Regions from separate parts of the Mus musculus genome. Here region 1 is linked to region 2. Evidence: chromatin contacts called from public HiChIP or PLAC-seq data. All regions are on one chromosome and are shown on one strand. The core of a region is the stretch at or near the end of the contact, and the rest is flanking DNA. Distances in the headings are between cores, read along the strand shown.

Region 1 (3,516 bases), core at 328-2,827, 150 kb after region 2:
ATCTGTGTTGATGAAGACCAGGTGCTCCAAATCTGAGACAATGTGTCTGCAGGGGGACAGAGCAGATGTGTTGCAAGAAACTGCCTCAAATCTCAGAGATGTGGTTCAAGCTACTGCTTAGCAAGAACGAGTGATAAAGTACTGAAAACATGATCGTATTCAGACATAAAATTCTGGGGACGATGTCTCGGGAATGCAGGAAAGCTGAGCTGTTGAGCTCTAGCTACCAAACATCATCTGCTAACCCAGGACATACCGGCTGAGTCCAACCCCAGTTCCTAGGGAATAAAGCCAGAGCTTGTGCACACTAGGCAAGCATTCGACTACTGAGATTCGCTCTCAGTCGAGAGCAGCTGGCACTGCAGGGAACACTCAGACCCTAGGTGCACAAACTCAGTTCCCAAAGCTTCGGTCTGACACAGCCACAGTCCCCTTCTCTGCTGCCACGGTGTCCTGTGCAGAAGTGTACCCCCAGTCCTCTGGACTCAGTGTAAGCTGTACTTAACTTCGGCAGTATTACTGACTGGCTAACTGACTCAGGGTACCACTGAGCTGGATATAGAGACAACTAGAAACTCAGTCTCTGGGACTGGAGCGGTGGCTCAGTGGTTAAGAGCACTTGCTGTGCTTCCAGAGGATCTGAGTTCAAGTCCCAGCACATATGTTGAGTGCCTCACATACTCATAACTCCAGCTCCAGGGGATCTGATTACCTCTTCTGGACTCCATAGGCACCCACATGCATGTGGCATAGACACACAGGCACACACTCATACACACAAACTTAAAACAAAACTTAAAAACAAAGAAACACACTGTTACTTGGAAGAGAGCTAAAAAAACCAAGACAGGGCACTATCAGCAGCTACAGGAAGGCAGACCAAAGACTGACAAGGTGTCTTCAGGCACTTAACACTTTACGGAGGCAGTGCTAGGTACCAGCATAGGGTCTAAGCAGCCAAGGACAAGGCCAAAGACAGGGCCTTAGGGTGAATATTCAGAAATATATCTGGTTTCTAGGCTAAGTGCCACACATACCTCATCATGAACATAAAGTTCAGAATACAGGAGCTGGAGAAATGGCTCCCTGGTTAAAAGCACTGGCTGCTTTTGCAGAGGACCCAGGTTCTATTTTCAGCGCTCACATGGTGGCTGGCTCAATCATCTGTAGGTCCAGTTCCCAGGGGTCTGGCATCCTCTTTTGGCTTGTGTGCCCTGCACCAGACACATACATGGTGCACAGATACTCATGTAGGGGGATACTTACACATATAAAATTTTAAAAAACATATATTTTAAATTTAGAAGACAGACTTGAATATTCAAAGGCAAGTCAGCAACATTTCCTGCTGGGCGTGGTGGCGCACGCCTTTAATCCCAGCAGAGGCAGGTGGATTTCTGAGTTCCAGGCCAGCCTGATCTACAAAGTGAGTTCCAGGACAGCCAGGGCTATAAGGAGAAACCCTGTCTTGAAAAAAAAAAAAAAAAAGGAGAGGGGATACTTTAGTCTTCTCAGGCCACACCACTCAGCAGTAAGTACATGACTCAGCCTAGCGGAGTCTAAAGGTCATTAGTGCTGGGGTGAGGAGAAGCCACAGGCTCTAGAGGAGTGTCTCAGGGTCTGGAGGCAAGCCTTCCTTAAGCCTAGCCCTACAGTCACTGCATAGCGACTACACCACAACACTGCTTCTGGCTGTGCCACCCTGGAGAGGAGCCCAGCGCCCCAGGCTGAAGCTCCTCTCTCCCTGACGGATCTCACCTGTGGGTGATGGCTTTCAGAAGGGGCCAGAAGACAGGCTGAGGCAGAGCCTTCTGGTGAGTGTGCTTCTTCCTTTTGCCGCCAGCCTCGGCGCGGATGTGCTTGGCATGCAGGCCGTGGATGAACACAGCCTCCAGGGCACTGCACATGGTGTTGGCATCTCCATCTTCACTGGTGACCACTGTGTCCAGAGACACATGCTGTTTCTGCAGAGCCTTCACGGATCCCACGAGCTTCTTCTTGATGACCTAAGTTGTGTTAAACACAAGGGCAGACTTTAGAGGGAAGTCCTATGTGGAGCCCCTGGAATGTAGTCCAGGGCCTGTTTTTTGAGGTGTGTGACCACACACACTTATGTATGTAACCTAGACTCCTTCTGCAAAGCTAGCTATTGTGGCAAGTGAAGATCCGGCATACAGAAGAAATGGTTTTGTACATCTATTTTTTTTTTATTTTTTATTTAAAAGAAAAAGTTTTAATTAAATTTATTAATGTATGTGTGAGTGTTTGGCCTACATGTATGTATGTGTATCACATGTGTGCCTAGTGTCTGAGGTTAGAAGAGGGTATCAAATTCCCTAAAACTGGAGTTATGGATGGTTGTGGGCCACACACCATGTAGATGCTGAAAATCAAACCCAGATCCTCTGCAAGAGCAACAAGTGCGCCCTATCTCTCCCTCTCTCTTTTTAAAATATCTATTTATTTATTTTACGTACGTGAGTACATACATGGTCACTGTCTTCAGACACACCAGAAGAGGGCAATGGATCCCATTACAGATGGTTGTGAGCCACCATGTGGTTGCTGGGATTTGAACTCAGGACCTCTGGAAGAGCAGCCTGTGCTCTTAGCTGCTGAGCCATCTCTCCAGTCCCGTATCTTTTGGTTTTTAAAACTAAACATCAATCTTGTATTTAACTACTGAAATGGTGGCTTGGGGGCACTCGGCAGAGACAAGCTAAGGAGGCAGAGTATTTCTTTAGAACAATAACAAAGAAAGGACCAGCAAGTGTGGCTCAAGAGAGTATGCTTGACAGTTACAGCCCTCCATTAGATCCCCAACACTGTGGGGAGGAAAGACCAGTCAAGACCACAGATGTATAATTATATTAGCTAAGAGCCTAGGCCTAGAGCAAAGCTTTAAAGGATTTCTGTAGCTCTGGCTGTCCTGGAATTCACTTTGTAGACCAGGCTAGCCTTGAATCTAGAGATCTATCTGAACCACCATGCCCCGCAGAGGCCATTGCTTGAAGACAGAAATTGGTTTTTCTTTTCTCCTCATGTCTCTAACACTTGCCACTGTGTCTGATACAATAACATATATAAGGCATGCAATTCCAAATGTACACCAGGTGTTGGTGGGAAAATCATACAATCATAGATATGAGTGTATCAAATCTTTAGTGTTTAGCAAAGAACTAGACAGAACTGCAGAAGAACCGGTTTGAAGCAAGTATTAAGTTATAGATAAATACTTCACTTTTATTCTGACTTAATCTGAACAGAGGGTGTTGTTTGGAAAGTTGAATTTTAAAAATTAACAAGTTATAATTTACACTAACTTCTCTGATTTAAATGACAAACTTCGGGGTTTGTTTGTCTTGCTATTTTTGATCCTCCCCAGAAGTAACCACATTTTTCAATTTTGGTTAACTTTTACTTTCACAAATTATTACTACTACTGCTACTATTTTAATTTATTGACACTGAGCATTGCGGCACATTCCTTTAATCTCAGCACTCAGGAGGCAGAAG
Region 2 (3,211 bases), core at 653-3,152:
CTGATCTCTCACAGATGCTGTCTTCCCTGCTGTACGCCATTACGCTCAGCTCATACTTATTTGCTCTTGGGGCAGAAATGCAGACCAAATGAAGCCAATGCTCTATGGGCCCTGGCCTTCTGCCCAACCATGCCTGGAAGTTAATGAGATAGTGGTGATCCGAGGGATACTTGGCTCAAGCTTCTTCCTAAAGCCGCCTCACTCTCCTTCCATCCCCATTGCTACTGAAGCATAGCCCGCTCAACCTAGAGGGGACTGCCTGATTCTGGAGGCTACAAAAGACAGTCAGAGGGGTCTGCAACCATATAGGAGGAACAACAATATGAACTAACCAGTAACCCCCAGAGCTGTGTCTCTAGTTGCATATGTAGCAGAGGATGGCCTGGTCGGCCATCAATGGGAGGAGGGGCCCTTGGTATTTTGAAGATCCTATGCCCCAGTACAGGGGAATGCCAGGGCCAGGAAGCGGGAGTGGGTGGACTGGGGAGTGGGGGGGGGTATAAGGGGCTTTGGGGATATCATTTGAAATGTAAATGAAGAAAATATCTAAAAAAAAAAAAAAGACAATCTGTCACTTGGTCACTCTAAGAAGTCTATGGGGGAATTCTGACTTCCAAATAGCCAAATAGGCAAAAACCTCCAGGTAGGCTATTATTGTAATTTTTCTTTTTCATTTCTCTACTCTCCTCCCTGAATCCCACAACGTGCTGAATATTGACTTAAAGCCTATACGAAAACTGACCTTTCTTAGCTTTAAAAAAAAAACAAAAATCAGGGAAAATTAAATTTAAAAACCAATCAGAAAAATCCCCCAAATGTAACAGAAGTTGCTGTATGTTTAAAGGGACCTCAGGGATGCTTCAATCTCCTCATTTTTTTGTGAGAAACCTGAAGCCTACCCAAGTGGGTCCCTGCTCAAAGTTGCTCCGCCCATGTGAATCAGAGCAGAGGCAGGCAGAGGACCCGGGCTCTTCAGGCTGGACCCACACGCAAGTTTCCCAGGTCACAGGCAAACGTGAAACAAAAGTTGTGGTCCTCTGTGGTCTAAGAGCAGAGGGGCACCCTAGGTATCTTAGTATAGAGAACAGCAAGGCAAACTCAACACCGCTCATGTTGGTCAAACACGGGCTAAACAAGGGCACTGAACAAGCAAAGGCACACTTCTAGACTTTGGGACAGGACAATCCTGAGCACCAGAGATAAAGAACTGCGCTGATGAGCGAGGAAGATGGGTGGAGCTGCACCCTGCTCAGATAGCCTGCTCCTACCTAATGTTTAAAGTTCACCCTGGGCTATAGCTCCATTAAGATGGTGGCTAGCCAGGCAGCAGGCCAGGGGCCCTGGCGCTCCCACCCCCATGCACACACGACAAACACAAGCTGCTTCCTCTGGGGAGAACTTGAGGTTGAAGCCTCCTGTGTACTCCACAGTGACTCATGCCCAGCCTGGCAGCCAGGACAACAAGGAGGACCTACTGAGAAGCTGACCCAGCAGATGGCAGCTGGACCCAAGAGTGGCTGACCCTCACTCTCCCCGAGGCAGACAGTTCCAGCACGCAGCAGCAAAGCTTCTCCTGCAGCTGGCTTCCCATGCCACATAATCGTGACTCAGCCCCTCTCTGACAGCTTCCAGGTTCGCTGGCCTAATGGCAGCTCTCCCACAAATATAGACAGGCCTGCTTCCTCTCTCCCTCTCTACTTCTATGTGGGTCTGGCCCATAAAACTCATTTCAGTCCCAATTCCAGGACTGGTAGCTAGGTGTTCTTCCCAGAACCCTGGGCTTTGGTACAGGCTCATCCCTATCTCCCAGGCCTGAAACTTGTCCTTTCTGTCTCCCCTGCAGTGCCTGGAGAGTTGGGACAAAATGAGGTCAAGGCTGTACAGTATCACTCAACCCAACCCCCCCCCCTCCAGCTCCACCTCAGCCTCTAGTGCACGCAGCCGCCTGCTGTCTTCACTGTATGGAAGCCAAGGATGACAGAAACGGCAAGAGCCACACCCAGAGCCCACACAAAGAAAAGGCAGGGGTTCACACAGCACCCTTTCAGGCCTGATGCATACACCTAACCTGATGCCCTCTTGCTGTGCCCAATGGGTCTGCAGGAGTCTAGGGGCAGAAGTGACTGGGTGCTACTATATCAACCATAAGCAGTTCTCGGAGTGTACCTGGGCTGGTCCAAGGCCCCTGGCACATATGTAGCAGAGGGCTGCCTTGTCTGGCCTCAGTGAGAGAGGATGCACTTAATCCTGCAGAGACTTGATGCAACAGAGTAGGGGGATATGGGGGAGGGGACTGCCCTCTCTCAGAGGCGAAGGGGAGGGGAGACTGGGAAGGGGGGACAGCATTCAGGATGTAAATAATTATATATATAATATATATATATATATATATATATATATATATTATATATATTTCCATGATTTTTTAAAAAAAGAGCAGTTCTTGGTTTGGGCTCAAGGAGGTCTGGGAGCCACAAGAGCAAGCAAGACACAGTTTGTATTTTTCCAGGGAAAGGGTCATGGTGCTCAGCCAGCTGCTCAAGTGTATACGGGGCACAGGGTGTTGCTCCAGTGTGCCAGGGCAGGGCCAGGGCTCCATGCTTGAGCCATACCTCTGCATCCCTCCCACAGTGAGCTTTCCCATGCAGGAGTTGGTTACAGCCCCAGATGACTTCTTACAAAGCACTTCTGCTAGATCCACTCAAGAGGAACCGGGCTGCAGGCCAAGAATCTGCTTGTCTCTTAGTGTGGGGACTGAAACCAGGGTTTCACACGGATCAGGCAAGCACTCTCTCTCCGAGGCATGTTACATTCCCAGACCTTTTCAGGAAAACATTTTTTTGGGGAGGGGCTGCCAAGCCTGAGAACTTGAGTTTGATTCCTGGAACCCACAGCGTAGAGAAAGAGAACCAATTGCCACAGTTACCCTCTGACCTCAGCATCTGCACCATGTTGTGTGTGTGTGCACGCGCTATGTGACAAGAAATCATTTTACTCTAAGATATGGTTGAGGGTCTTGACTCTTGGAAGTCTGCCTCCCTGTCTTCGCCCCCTGCACGGCAGCAACCATGTGCCATCCACGTCTGGCTACAAATCTGAACCTTTAAAAAGTAATGAATTAATTTTATCTGCACACACATCGGGGATGCTGTGGTGGTCAGAAGAGGCGGTGGGGTCTGCTGGTGCTAGAGTCACAGGACAGTTGTGAGCC

The links. HiChIP or PLAC-seq counts read pairs in DNA pulled down with a chosen protein or histone mark.
Region 1: an HNF4G HiChIP or PLAC-seq map of pancreatic cancer cells shows a contact between it and region 2. The contact joins two enhancer-like sites. A contact is called at or near these places in 3 of 484 Hi-C or Micro-C datasets (B cells, the Ba/F3 cell line and CD8 T cells), 1 of 115 datasets of contacts at active chromatin or transcription factors (pancreatic cancer cells) and 3 of 9 other capture datasets (adipose tissue, liver and pancreatic islet).

Annotation. Positions count from the first base shown.
Region 1 is chr11:103,395,269-103,398,784 of GRCm38.p6, forward strand. Plekhm1 (pleckstrin homology domain containing, family M (with RUN domain) member 1) reads right to left here. Exons shown (of 12, transcript NM_183034.2): 3 at 1,759-2,006; 4 at 1-46. Among named protein-coding and RNA genes, the nearest start is that of Plekhm1, 16 kb to the right of the region's middle. Within about 2 kb of position 1,578, at least 43 of the 459 cell types and tissues checked have an H3K27ac peak or open chromatin away from gene starts, as enhancers often do. A contact at or near this core is called in pancreatic cancer cells, where this site is marked.
Region 2 is chr11:103,245,034-103,248,244 of GRCm38.p6, forward strand. The region is part of intron 1 of Map3k14 (mitogen-activated protein kinase kinase kinase 14); the gene reads right to left. Among named protein-coding and RNA genes, the nearest start is that of Map3k14, 21 kb to the right of the region's middle. Within about 2 kb of position 1,903, at least 185 of the 459 cell types and tissues checked have an H3K27ac peak or open chromatin away from gene starts, as enhancers often do. A contact at or near this core is called in pancreatic cancer cells, where this site is marked.